2 separate regions of the Mus musculus genome follow, and region 2 is linked to region 1. A link is a contact called in public promoter capture Hi-C data. All regions are on one chromosome and are shown on one strand. Each heading gives the region's core, a stretch centred on a gene start, on an enhancer-like site or on the middle of the called end of the contact. The rest is flanking DNA. Distances are from core to core; before and after follow the strand shown. Region 1 holds the start of Gpr26 (G protein-coupled receptor 26). Region 2 has its middle 39 kb from the start of Gpr26.

Region 1 (5,651 bases), core at 863-3,362:
AGTGACATTGCTCAAGGCAGGGAAGCTTCACAAAGGCTTTTGCTCAGTCTGTCCACTGTGCCCTGGAGGGTGAATATACATTGGGGTCTACATTCCATTCCCCAAGGCTCCCCACATCCTGGGGCTCTGCTCACACATTGAAGCCTAACTGTCCATCACTATTGCTCCCTGTGTGCTGTATCTTCTGTGTCAAGTGGACTCCTAAGTCCCAGGCAGCAGAGAGGGAGTCTGCTTTTAATGTATATAAACTGGCAGAGGCCACAGAAGCACCCTCCCTCTTGATGTCCTAGTCTCAAGAGGAAAGATGAGGTGAGCTCAGAACAGCCCGATTGACAGTTTCCTCCTCTTCTCCCTAAGGAACACTAAGGACCACGGAGGTTCCCAGTCCATCTTTCCATTTGCCTCCCTCCTTCTTCTCCAAAGAAATAGCAAGTCAACAGAATGGAAGTGGTGGGCAGGCTTGGTTTCAGAAACCTGAGATACAAATTCTTTAAGGGACCTTGAGGTTCCAAGTCTAGAAAACGATGGACTGAACCTTCTAGGAAGGCAAGAAGAACTGGGGCCCTCAGAGCTCATCACTGGGAGAAGGTGCTATGGATTCTGTTTAATGAGGACTCATGCGAGGAGATCCAGGTGGCACCACACCCAGGACTGCAAAGACCCAGAGGAATAACACCCACCATTTGAAGAGTTCTTAAGGGTTTTCCAATCCTCTAGATACCCCTCTCAGATCCAAACCACTTTCAAGCTTCGAAAAGTGAACAGAGTTCACTGCCCAGAGTATAAGGGTAACAAGATGTTCTGGCTGGGGTTTCAGTCCCATGTTTCAGAAAGTGAAGCTCTAGGCACCCGTTTAAACAGGATCTGCTATTCCACCCGTGCTTAATGCCATTGATGCAGAAAGGGGATCTCCCGGGATGCTGGGACCTTCCTAACTCAATACCAAGTGCTCAGAGTCTTGGGTCAGGGCACTCACCTGGGGTGTATGTCCACCAACAGCACAAGCGTCTGCATGGTGATCACGTCGATGCGCTTGCAGTGGAAGCGGGCCACCTTGAGCACCTTGAGGTACGTGAAGCAGAGCACGATGAAGGAGAGCAGGAAGCTGAGCGCATGGAAGGCGCTGGTGAAGACAGCAAAGCGCAGGCGCTCGTCCGGCCGCCGGCTGCACAGTGTGCACGAGGCATATAGCTGGTGGAAGCCGAGCCAGGACAGGGCGAGCGCGGTGGCCGGGAAGGTGAGCGCGTGCAGCCACGTGTAGGCCACCATGAAGGCGGCATCTCGGAGGCGCATCTTGGCACGGTAGCTCAGCGGAAAGACCACAGCCACCCAGCGGTCGATGCTGAGCGCGGCCATGCTGAGCATGGAGTTGGCGGCCAGAAAGGTGTCGAGGAAGGCGGCCAGGCGGCACAGGCGGTCCCCGGCCGGCTGCCGTTGTGCCACGACGCCGGCCAGTGTTAGTGGCATGTTGACCACGGTACACAGCAGGTTGCCACACGTGAGGTTGAGAGTGAAGAGCGCCGGCGCCTGGCGGCGGATGTCAGCGCTGTGCAGGAGGCAGAGCAGCACCAGCCCGTTGGACAGCAGCGACACGCCGATAGTGCCCACCAGCAGCCCCGCCAGGCCCGCGTCCCACGAGTTCATGGTGCGCGCCCGCCGCTGGCGCTCAGGGCCCGCAACCCCGCGCCGCCATGGCGCAGCCTGCTGTCGACTCAGCCCCTAGGCGACACGGCAGCCCAGCGACCCCTGGCCCTTGTCGCCATGGCTACCCAGAGGGCATCCACCAACCCAGAAGCCCGCGCCACCCCCTGGGCCAGCACCTAGGCACGCAGCCTCCCGGAGCCCCGCGCCACCTCCCAGGCGAGCACCTGGGCACGGAACCACTCGGAGTCTGGGGTCACCTCACCGGCGATCACCTAGGCGAGTGTTCACTCCCAGTCCCGCACCACCTCTTGGCCTGTGCTCCTCTGACCTCCTGAAGTGCCCTGGAATCCGGGGTCGCAGTCTCCTGTGGTCACTGGCTTTGCGTCTGCCTGCACCCGCCCTTACTGGGTCCCTCTCAGCTCTGGCTCTGCTCCGCACACCCTTCTGCTTTGTGGCTTTCTCTCTGTCTCCCTCTCTCTGCCTCTGTGCTCAGTCTCCTGTGTGCTCTCACTTTCTGCCCCCTCCCCCTTCTGTCTCTCCCACCTCCAATTTTCTCCTCCCTTTCTTTCTCCTTTCTCTCTTTTTTCTCTTAGGAAACTGGCTGCTTCTGAGAAGGAAATCCCACCGATTCTCTCTCTCTCTCTCTCTCTCTCTCTCTCTCTCTCTCTCACACACACACACACACACACACACATACACACACACACACACTTGGAGGGAAGGAGCCCTACCGGCTCCCTTGCAGAATGGCTGGCTCCCAGTGGCTCCCCTCCTCCCCTTCCTTTCTATCCTCCCCTATATGAGCTGGAGACAGGCTGAGTCAAGAAATCTAGGAAAAGGGAAGAATGTCTGGGCACCCTCATGTCCCAGTGCTGCTTGTCCCTGCCTAGGTGACCAGACCTTGACCCAGTCCACCTGCCCCATAGCTGCCCAGCATCTAGGATTGCTGCTGTTATCTAAGATGAACTGGGGAGCTTGGCTAGGCTTCTGCTGAGCTGGGATAGAATTCACAGTTCTGTCTTGCATTATGGCCAGAGATCTCCTGAGATCTCCCCTCATCTATCTGCAGGCAGTTGCTGTACTGCTGGACACTGAGTCTCCAGAGCTTCGTCTCTTCACTCTCTAGTCATTCAGCTACACTCTCAGATATGGTGCAAGGTCACTTGAGGCTCACCGGGACATCCCTTGGGCATGCCATCAGTCAAGAACACACTCTGTCCATGGTCATCAGAAGTAGTCCTGGTGTAGCTGGTTCTGGACACTCATTGTGTCCTGGGCCAGCTGCTGTCCTGTCCATTCTGGGTGTGGCGAGCCAGCGAGTATAAGCTTATTAGGCATGTGGATGAACTGTTCAGAGAATGGGAGGATAGCGGATGTCTCTGTTTGATCCAGATCATCAGAGTTTGGGACATAAAGGGTCTCAGCCTCCCCTCAGGTAAACATGTGGGAACTGTGTCTCTTCTATCCCTAGTCCAGACTCCGTAGTTTCAAAGGTGCTTGGTGGACAGACAGGTGACAACTTTCAGAGCTTCCTCAGTCTCTTGCCTTTCTATGGGATGCTACCTCCTCCAGTGACCACCTACACTGTATTTCAGAGCCTGGTGAGATGGCCAGTGATGACTGTACATAGCCAGACCTCAGTCTGAAAGAAACCAAATATAGACAGTTTCCCTAAGGGAGCTGTTGTGTCTCCCCCATCACACTAATTATCTTCCCTCACATAGATTCAAGGATGGAGGGGGTTAATCTAAAGCACCTGCAAGTCAGAGAGAACAATGGCCTTTCTCTTCTACACCTTGACAGATGCTAAGCACCACTATAATGAATATACCCAAGAGTGCCCAGGACAGGACCACTTCTTACCAGCTTCCAAGGGTGCCTGGGAACCCTTCTGCAACCCCCCTTAAGAGGCAGCACATTGGTAATAGAAACCTGACACTCTAAGGGCATTTATACCACAGAAACAAACAAATGTCACAGCTCAGCCCGCCCCACCCGCAATCTGAGCCCGTGGTTAAGCAGTTACCAGCACATCACTCACTGACCTCACAAGACCCTGAGCCAAACACCCATCTTCCCCGAGTCTTGGCTTCCTTATCTGTTTTTTAGAGCTGCGTTGATACTGTGTGGAAGTGGTTTTGCCTCTCAGGGAAGAGAAAAGCAAGCAGAATGCTGTCATCCTTCTCAGCCCTTGGTCTCCTCATGGGGCCTACAGAACTCAGGTTGGCTGTGCATCTTCATCTCTTGCTTGGTTGATGACAACAACAATGTGGGCTGTTCACCCATGTGTCTCCCTGCTTCCACAGACTGTCTTGATAAGCCTCTCCCCTGGGATGAGATGGATGTTTAGGGATTGCTTCTGGAGTAAACCAGTATGTTTTGGGACACACCAGTGGATCCTTGATTCTTACATTATAATGTTCTATAGAATGACTTCCTGTGCTGTTTAAATTCAGATTCCTGGGGTTTCTAAGTCAGGTTTGCCTCATTTACTAGCTCTACAAATGATGCTCAGAAGTGGTCAGGCTAGACAGATGATGCTAACCATGCCCTGGACACATCCACCATCAGTGGCCTAATGCTCTGGCCTCACAAAAGGACCACCAGTGTTTGTAGGAAGCACAGGCTACAATGCATTAATTCATGGCATACAAGTTGCCAAAACCTGTCCAAACATCACATCTGATTTAATTCTTGCAAAAATGACAAGAGAAAGAGTTAACTACAGCTGGTATTTCGGAGATAAAGACAGCAGAGAACAGACAGAGACGTTAAGTGACACAACTGGCGAGGGATGAAGCCAGCATACCCAGCTCCACAGGCTGGCTTTTACTGTGAGCTTCAGAGCTCCTCAGTCACCCTTTCAATGAGATGCCTTTGTTCTATAACTTAAAAGAACCTCGACTTCTCTGCATCAAATGATGTTGATAACCAGGTAACTGGGCCAACAGTAAGAAATCAGTATTTCAGTTCTCTCTCTCTCTCTCTCTCTCTCTCTCTCTCTCTCTGTGTGTGTGTGTGTGTGTTCTCTCTCTCTCTTTCTCTCTCTCTCTGTGTGTGTGTGTGTGTGTGTGTGTATCTCCCTCCCTCCCTCCCTCCCTCCCCCCAGCCACCTCACCTCACACACTCAGCATATTGAAGATCATTTGTTCTCTGAATTCCTAAGGGCAACATTGAAAGGTTAAAATGCCAGAATAGAAATTCAGAATATTATAACTCAGTTTGCTGAGGAACCAAGGCTCATTTTCTCCTGCTTATTTAAACAAAATTTTCTGCTCCCAGTGGGATTGTAGGAGGGCTGATCTCCATGGCAACCAGGTCCCCAGCCTTGTTGGCCTTAGCCAGGTCAGGCTTCAGAGTTCGGGTCTAACATAGCCTTACACACTCATAATGAGGTCACAACCATAGCTCTGTCTGGGACCTGATACTAGTCTATGATGATCCTCCAGAAGAGAATCTGAGAATCCAGCCCACTCAGCCAGGGGCTGCAAGGTCCTGAGTATGCCTTCCAGAGAACCACATGGTGGCTCTTCAGAGAGTGCTCTTTCAAGCCAGAGGGAAGTCAGTGGTGATGGAATGTTGATGGCAGTATTAACATGACTCATAAAATGCTGTAACTGTGCTCCCTAGGGAAGCTCAACAACAGGACTACACAGGGCAGAGGAATGCTTTGTCAATCCTTGCAGGAACTCCCCGGCGTACATATTCTGGCACGTGAAAGAATATTTCCAGAACAGGTAAACGTTTGCTCAAGGTCACTTTCAGCCACAGTAGGTGATCAAGTTGAATTGGTTAGAGAGCCACATCTAGTAATGTAATGCATGGACATGCACACACACACACACACACACACACACACACACACACACACACACACACAGACACACACACAGACTCACTCACACACACACAGACACAGACACACACACACAGACACACACACATACAGACTCACTCACACACACACACACACACACACAGACACACACACACATACACACACAAAG
Region 2 (5,651 bases), core at 1,131-3,630, 40 kb before region 1:
GGCTCTGTCTCCTTATGCAAAGCACTTTATAAGGGAGAGTCTCCAGATATTCTGCTCGTGGACACATACCCATAGAACCCCATATCCACATACATATTTGCAATCCACGTTGATTGGTGCTGTATTTAAAATAGTGGAGGGATGGAATCATTCAAGATGTCCATCAATGGATGACTGAATAATGAAAATGGGCTACATATACAAAGTGGAATATTATTCAGCTGTAAAAAAAAATTGAACCAGAAATTTGCATGACAACAGATGAACTCCAAGACTATAATATTAAGCGAGAAAACCCAAACTCAGAAAAAATGGAAACTTGTATGTTCTCCTTCCTAGCCTATAATGCATTCATGTCCATATGCAAAATGGCAGCAGTGTCGGGATAGTATGGCAGTTACAAAGAACCTAGAGAGGGTAATATCAGTTGATGAAGAAGGACTGAATACAGATGGGAGGACTCATGAGTCTTGCAAAGGGATATAAAGCTATCATTTTCTAGTTCATATTTATTTCCTTTGTGTGGTATCTAATTGCATAGAAATACAGTTGGTAGTGAAAGTGTAAATCTGTAAACAAAGCCCCATGGCTTTGGAATGTATCTTCTCACTGCAAAGAAGTACGCTAAGGTGGGCAGAGTTTAGACACGGGCAAGTGTGTGAGTGCTCACATTAAACTGGAAGTGAGATGGTTTATTTGTGAGTTAATTAGGAGAAAGCCATATTTTAAAGGAGGAGGTTAAGGAAGAGGAGGAGAAAGGCCAGAGAGGAAAGAGGGGGAAGGGAAGGAGAAAGAAGAGGAAGAAGAGGAAGAGGAGGAGCCAGGACTCAGCAGTTAGACTAGGCTGGCTGGCCAGGTAGCCACAGGCATCTGCCTGTCCCCATCTCCTGGCATTGAGATCATAAGCATGCACGACCGTGCCTAGCTTTGGACAGGAGACTAGAACTCCAGTCCTTGTACAGAAAGTGCTTTGCCCACAGAACCAGCTCTCTAGTCCCCATGCCCACGTGTTTTGTTTTTTAAAAAAAGAACCCTGTTCATAAACTCTAGAAAGCAATCCTTATTCTAGGTTATCAGACCCTACCTGGTCCTTTAAAAAGCTCCACAAGCTTTTTAGTGTTTAGCTGTACCATTGTGTATTCAAGAGGTCCCCAAGAATTCCAAACATTTACTATGATGAACAAGACAGGCATGGGCTCCTCACATTCTGCTTGGGTTCTGATTATGACTTGCTGTAGGGCAGGCTAGGCAGAAACCATGCAAGTTTTGAGACCTATTGACAATTTGCATCCAACAGAACGGTGCCAGCTTCCTGTGTGTGTCCAGCTCAGTGAATCCGTGTGTTTGTCTTTCATCCCAACTAGGAGACAGAACAGTACATGTTGCTCTCCTGGGATTTCTTGGCACTGGAGTACACTAGCAATTTCTGTGTGACCTGGTGACTCCAGGGCCACTTTCTTATTCTAGTTATTTTATCTCTCATAAAAACCCCAGCTCTGAATCTTCCATTTGACCTCAGCCATGTCGCAGCTGCACAGACGCTGAGCTCTTTGTGACGTACTGCTATACCAACTTTCTTCCGTTTTGTGGCTGGGCTACTGAATTTCTGTACCAGGACACAGAAATGCCCACTTATCTTTATGCTAATGCCCTGTGCTACTGCAGCACACGGCATTGAATCAGCACAGGTCTATCATGCTCTGGTCCTGAGCTTCCCCGGGCTAACATCAGGGTGTCTGAAGGTGGTCTTCCTTAGGGGCCTCTGAGGGTGGAGTCCAGTTACTTACATAGGTTGCTTTTGCCCTTGGCTTCTGGCCTTCTTTTTCTATCTTTCTTTTTTAAATAACTTTATTACATTGTTTTTTGATGTACATGTCCATGAATGGAGGTTTAGAGGGTGTCTTGTGGGAACTGATTCTCTCCCTCTATCATGTATCGTCCTGGCATGCAACTCAACCTACTGAGCCATACTACCCACCCACCCAATTCTGCCTTCCAGAATCCATGGTGATAATTACACTGTACCAGATAGTGTAACATTAGGAGCCCCATGTGTCTAGGACAGGTTTGCAGATGGCTTCATCAGTGTCTGAAGCTTGTGGGAAGACAGAGGGAGCGGGGAGTGGAGGGAAGCTGTCCGCTGGCAGGTGTCCACTGACCTACATCCCAGGGAGTAAACATTTCTTTCCCACGAAGAGGAGAGGGACGCAGGTGAGTGCTGTCAGGGACTGGGGAGAAATGAAGCCAATTATTGGGTAAAGCCACCAAACAAATCACCAGCTAGAGGAGTGTCCACAAACGTTGCTCTGTCTTAGCTTGCTCACCGTTTGTCTGAGCTGAGCTTCATTTAGTTCTTCCCTTCACCCCAGATCCCATATGCTGCTCTGTGTGCCCGAGCCCACTGCTAGAGACACGGGCGTGCAATTATCCAGCTCCTACGCGTTTTCTTGTTCTCTTGCTCTCTGAGCTTAATTTCCCTGAGAGGCTTTGCCTTGAGTTTGCTTTCAAACCCATAATTACGAGGAGGCACCTAATGAGTCCAGGAACAAACTTCAGCACCGCACAGCTATTTGGTTTTAATGGGATAAACGGGGGGAATGTCAAGCAGGGGGAAATCTCTGGCTTGTTTCTCTCGCTTGTGTGCCTGAAGGATGGCCAGCTTTCCAAAGCACTTGATGCAGTTCGCACTGGGGGATTTATCTTTCTGTAGTCCTAAAGCGTCTTTGACCCACCTTGATATCATCCAGGCTGGTGACCCTAGCTGTTCTGGCAGACCCAGAAAGCTTCCTAGTTGGGATCAGCAAAGAAGTACATCACCAAGGTCACCAAGGGTACAGCAGGGCCCTGACTTCAACCAACACACCATGGCACTCCCAGGAGAGGACTGATTTCCTCCCAACACACACTACAGGGTAGTGACTCAGACTGAGGCAATTGCAAACAGCGTGGATCATAATGAATATTTTGACTTGGAAAACAGCGTTCTCAGTGATGCCTAATGTCTACGAGAACTTGAGAAGTGACAGGAAAATCTATTATCAAAGTGCCGTTCCCACCGTGTTGTTATTAAGAGGAATTTGCTAAGAGAGGTACCTGCTGAGTACCAGGTACTGTGCCGGGCACTTAGGGCCTGGGGAGGAGTATGGGGGTGGGAGAGAAGACAGAAGAAGGTGCATACGAGCATGTAAGTCAGTGGTAGTGGTTCCCAGCCTTCCTAATGCTGCAATCCCAGTTTCCCATGTTGCACTGACCCCCCCAACCATAAAATTATTTTGTTGCTATTTCATAACTATAGTTTTGCCATTGAAGACAACAAGATACAATAAATGAGGAAATAGATAAAGACAGGACTGTGTTCCAAGGTGTATCAGCCAACACTGAATGCCAGCTGTCAGTCATCCATCAGGCACACACTCCACTCCCCATGATCAGACTGACTCTTCCTGGAGTGAAGTGGTCCCTCACAGTGCAAGCCTGTTCCCCAATAACTGTATTCTCTTCTTTCTGGAAGGGCACAATTAAGGTGAGAAGTAGGATGGGATGAACAGGGACAGAGGTCACAATCTCTGCAGGCTTTGAGAGCAGGGCCCAGCATGACTGAATCAGAGAGCAGAGTGCTTTGGAAGAACACCAGCACTCAAATTATGATTGGCTGAGGCCTGAGGTCATTGATCTGGGAGCTAAGCACTGAGCCTTGGCCACCCAGGTGCCGATGGTGTAGATACTCAAAGGGAGACAGGAAGTCCTCACATAACCCCAACTCTCCCACCCCCACCTCCCACCCCTGCCCCTGGCTTGTGGCAATTTGCAGGTCACCCTTGACTTGGCTCCAGCTCAGTTAAGACTCATCTCTCCTCCCCACCTCCCATTTTCTATCCTCCTATTCCAGATGGTACCAACAAAAGGTGTGGAAGGCAGATTTATAACCTCTGCAAAGCAGACATTCTGCCTGATTTCTGATTCTCCCTTTCTCATTCGATCACAGATCAGAGTCCAGGGAAGCACCTGAGGTAACTATCCAACCTCTCCTAAAACACAGGTGAGAGTTATTCTCTTGAGTTGTTATCAGCCTTGCAGATGCTGGGGCCCTCTGCAGAAACACTGATCTCAAAGGCATAAGAGAAGTGTCGGGAGACCCTGTTTGAATGGACGGTCTAGATGGCTCGGAGTCCCTCACTTTCTGATCTGTAGCACTAGCACCAGCAGCCATCACACTCAGAACATAAACACTGAGTAGGGTCAGTATGGAAACTGCTGTCCACAGAGCTGGCATATGGCCCCACCATCTACCAGCTTGAGTTAATTGACCAGAGCCCATTATTTTGTCTGAGCCACATTTTTCTGCCTATTAAAGTTAGCTTGGGTCTGGGGATTGGTACAGTAATTGCTTAGCAAGTACCATGACTTGAGTTCAACCCCTAGTACTGCTCTCTTGCTCTTGCTCTCTCTCTCTCTCTCTCTCTCTCTCTCTCTCTCTCTCTCTCTCTCCCTCCGTGTGTGTGTGTGTGTGTGTGTGTGTGTGTGTGTGAGACATACCTATAATCCAAGTATCCCAGAGGTAGAGGCAGGAGGATCTTAAGTTGATGATCATCCTTGGCTATATATCCAGTTTAGGGTTAGCCTGGGCTACATGAGAAGACAGGAAAGGAAGGGGAGGGGAGGGAAGAGAAGGAAAGGGGAAGGGAGAGAGTGGGAAGGAAAGCAAAGGGTATCTGATGACATCAGAGGTGCCCTCTGGCTCTAGCTACCTGTGTTTTCCAAAGGTATCTGTCCCAGCTTGTGGGGGGGGGGCGGGTAGGGAGAGGGCAGCTCTGCAGCTACTGTCTGTCCCTCAAGTTCCATGGACAGCCACCACTGAGCTGGTCTGATGGAAGAAGAGCCACTCTTCTGGGTGACAGCCCTTCCTCCCTCCTATAACCTCTACTCAGTATGACTTTATGAGGACTTTCATCCCATAGCCAACCTCTGTGTCACAGTCCCTAGAGGATTCTGGCAGGCCAAAGAGCAAAGCACTCAGAAGAGTCATCAGGGTCTCTGTGGCAGCTCACCTCTCTGACAGTAAGGACTCAAACCAGCGTCAACCTCTGACACACACACACACACACACACACACACATACACACTTTCTAAAATATAAATGGTATGTACCCCATATGAGTGGCTTCCTATTGTTCCATATGCTTCTATTAGCTGTTTCAATGGTGTGTGGTGGCAACTCATTATTGTTTTGATCACTTACCTGATGGGGCCTCTTTGGAGGCTGGGTTTCTGCCCTGCCACCCCCCATGCAACCTGCTCAAGACTGTGGTACCAAAAGAGGAAGAGTCCCCCATGTTGTGCCCAGCCTGAGCCTGGGACTATCCACAGTCAGGACAAGTTTATGCCCAGACCAGCTCTGCCAACATACCTGCTTTTATCTCTCCCAACCATAGACTGAGCCCTCTAATCTTAGGAATCCAGGAATCCCCATTCTGTGAACCCCATCTATAGAGATGTCTGGAAGGGAAAGAAGCTCCATTGATCCTTAAGACATCTCCAAGTGGATCCTCCCATCCTCGTGCATGGGAGTGGGGGGGGGCGCGGAGGGTTCGTTTTCTAGAAGGACTGGCTCTTGGTACCCTCTTGTCAGCAAGACCTCCAGCTCCAAGCTT

Evidence for each region. Promoter capture Hi-C pulls out the DNA fragments that hold promoters and counts their contacts.
Region 2: a promoter capture Hi-C map of hippocampal neurons shows a contact between it and region 1, with 2.6 times the contacts expected there. The contact joins the enhancer-like site here to the promoter of Gpr26 in region 1. A contact is called at or near these places in 1 of 39 promoter capture datasets (hippocampal neurons), 4 of 484 Hi-C or Micro-C datasets (embryonic cerebral cortex, embryonic fibroblasts, forebrain and 1 more) and 1 of 115 datasets of contacts at active chromatin or transcription factors (embryonic stem cells).

What each region holds. Positions count from the first base shown.
Region 1 is chr7:131,962,921-131,968,571 of GRCm38.p6, reverse strand. It overlaps Gpr26 (G protein-coupled receptor 26), which reads right to left and starts at 2,112. Exons shown (of 3, transcript NM_173410.3): 1 at 977-2,112. The coding sequence starts at 1,644. Gm34725 (a long non-coding RNA gene) reads left to right here and starts at 4,835. Exons shown (of 3, transcript XR_378540.1): 1 at 4,835-5,381.
Region 2 is chr7:132,002,915-132,008,565 of GRCm38.p6, reverse strand. No RefSeq gene overlaps it. Among named protein-coding and RNA genes, the nearest start is that of Gpr26, 39 kb to the right of the region's middle. Within about 2 kb of position 2,380, at least 11 of the 459 cell types and tissues checked have an H3K27ac peak or open chromatin away from gene starts, as enhancers often do. A contact at or near this core is called in forebrain and hippocampal neurons, where this site is marked.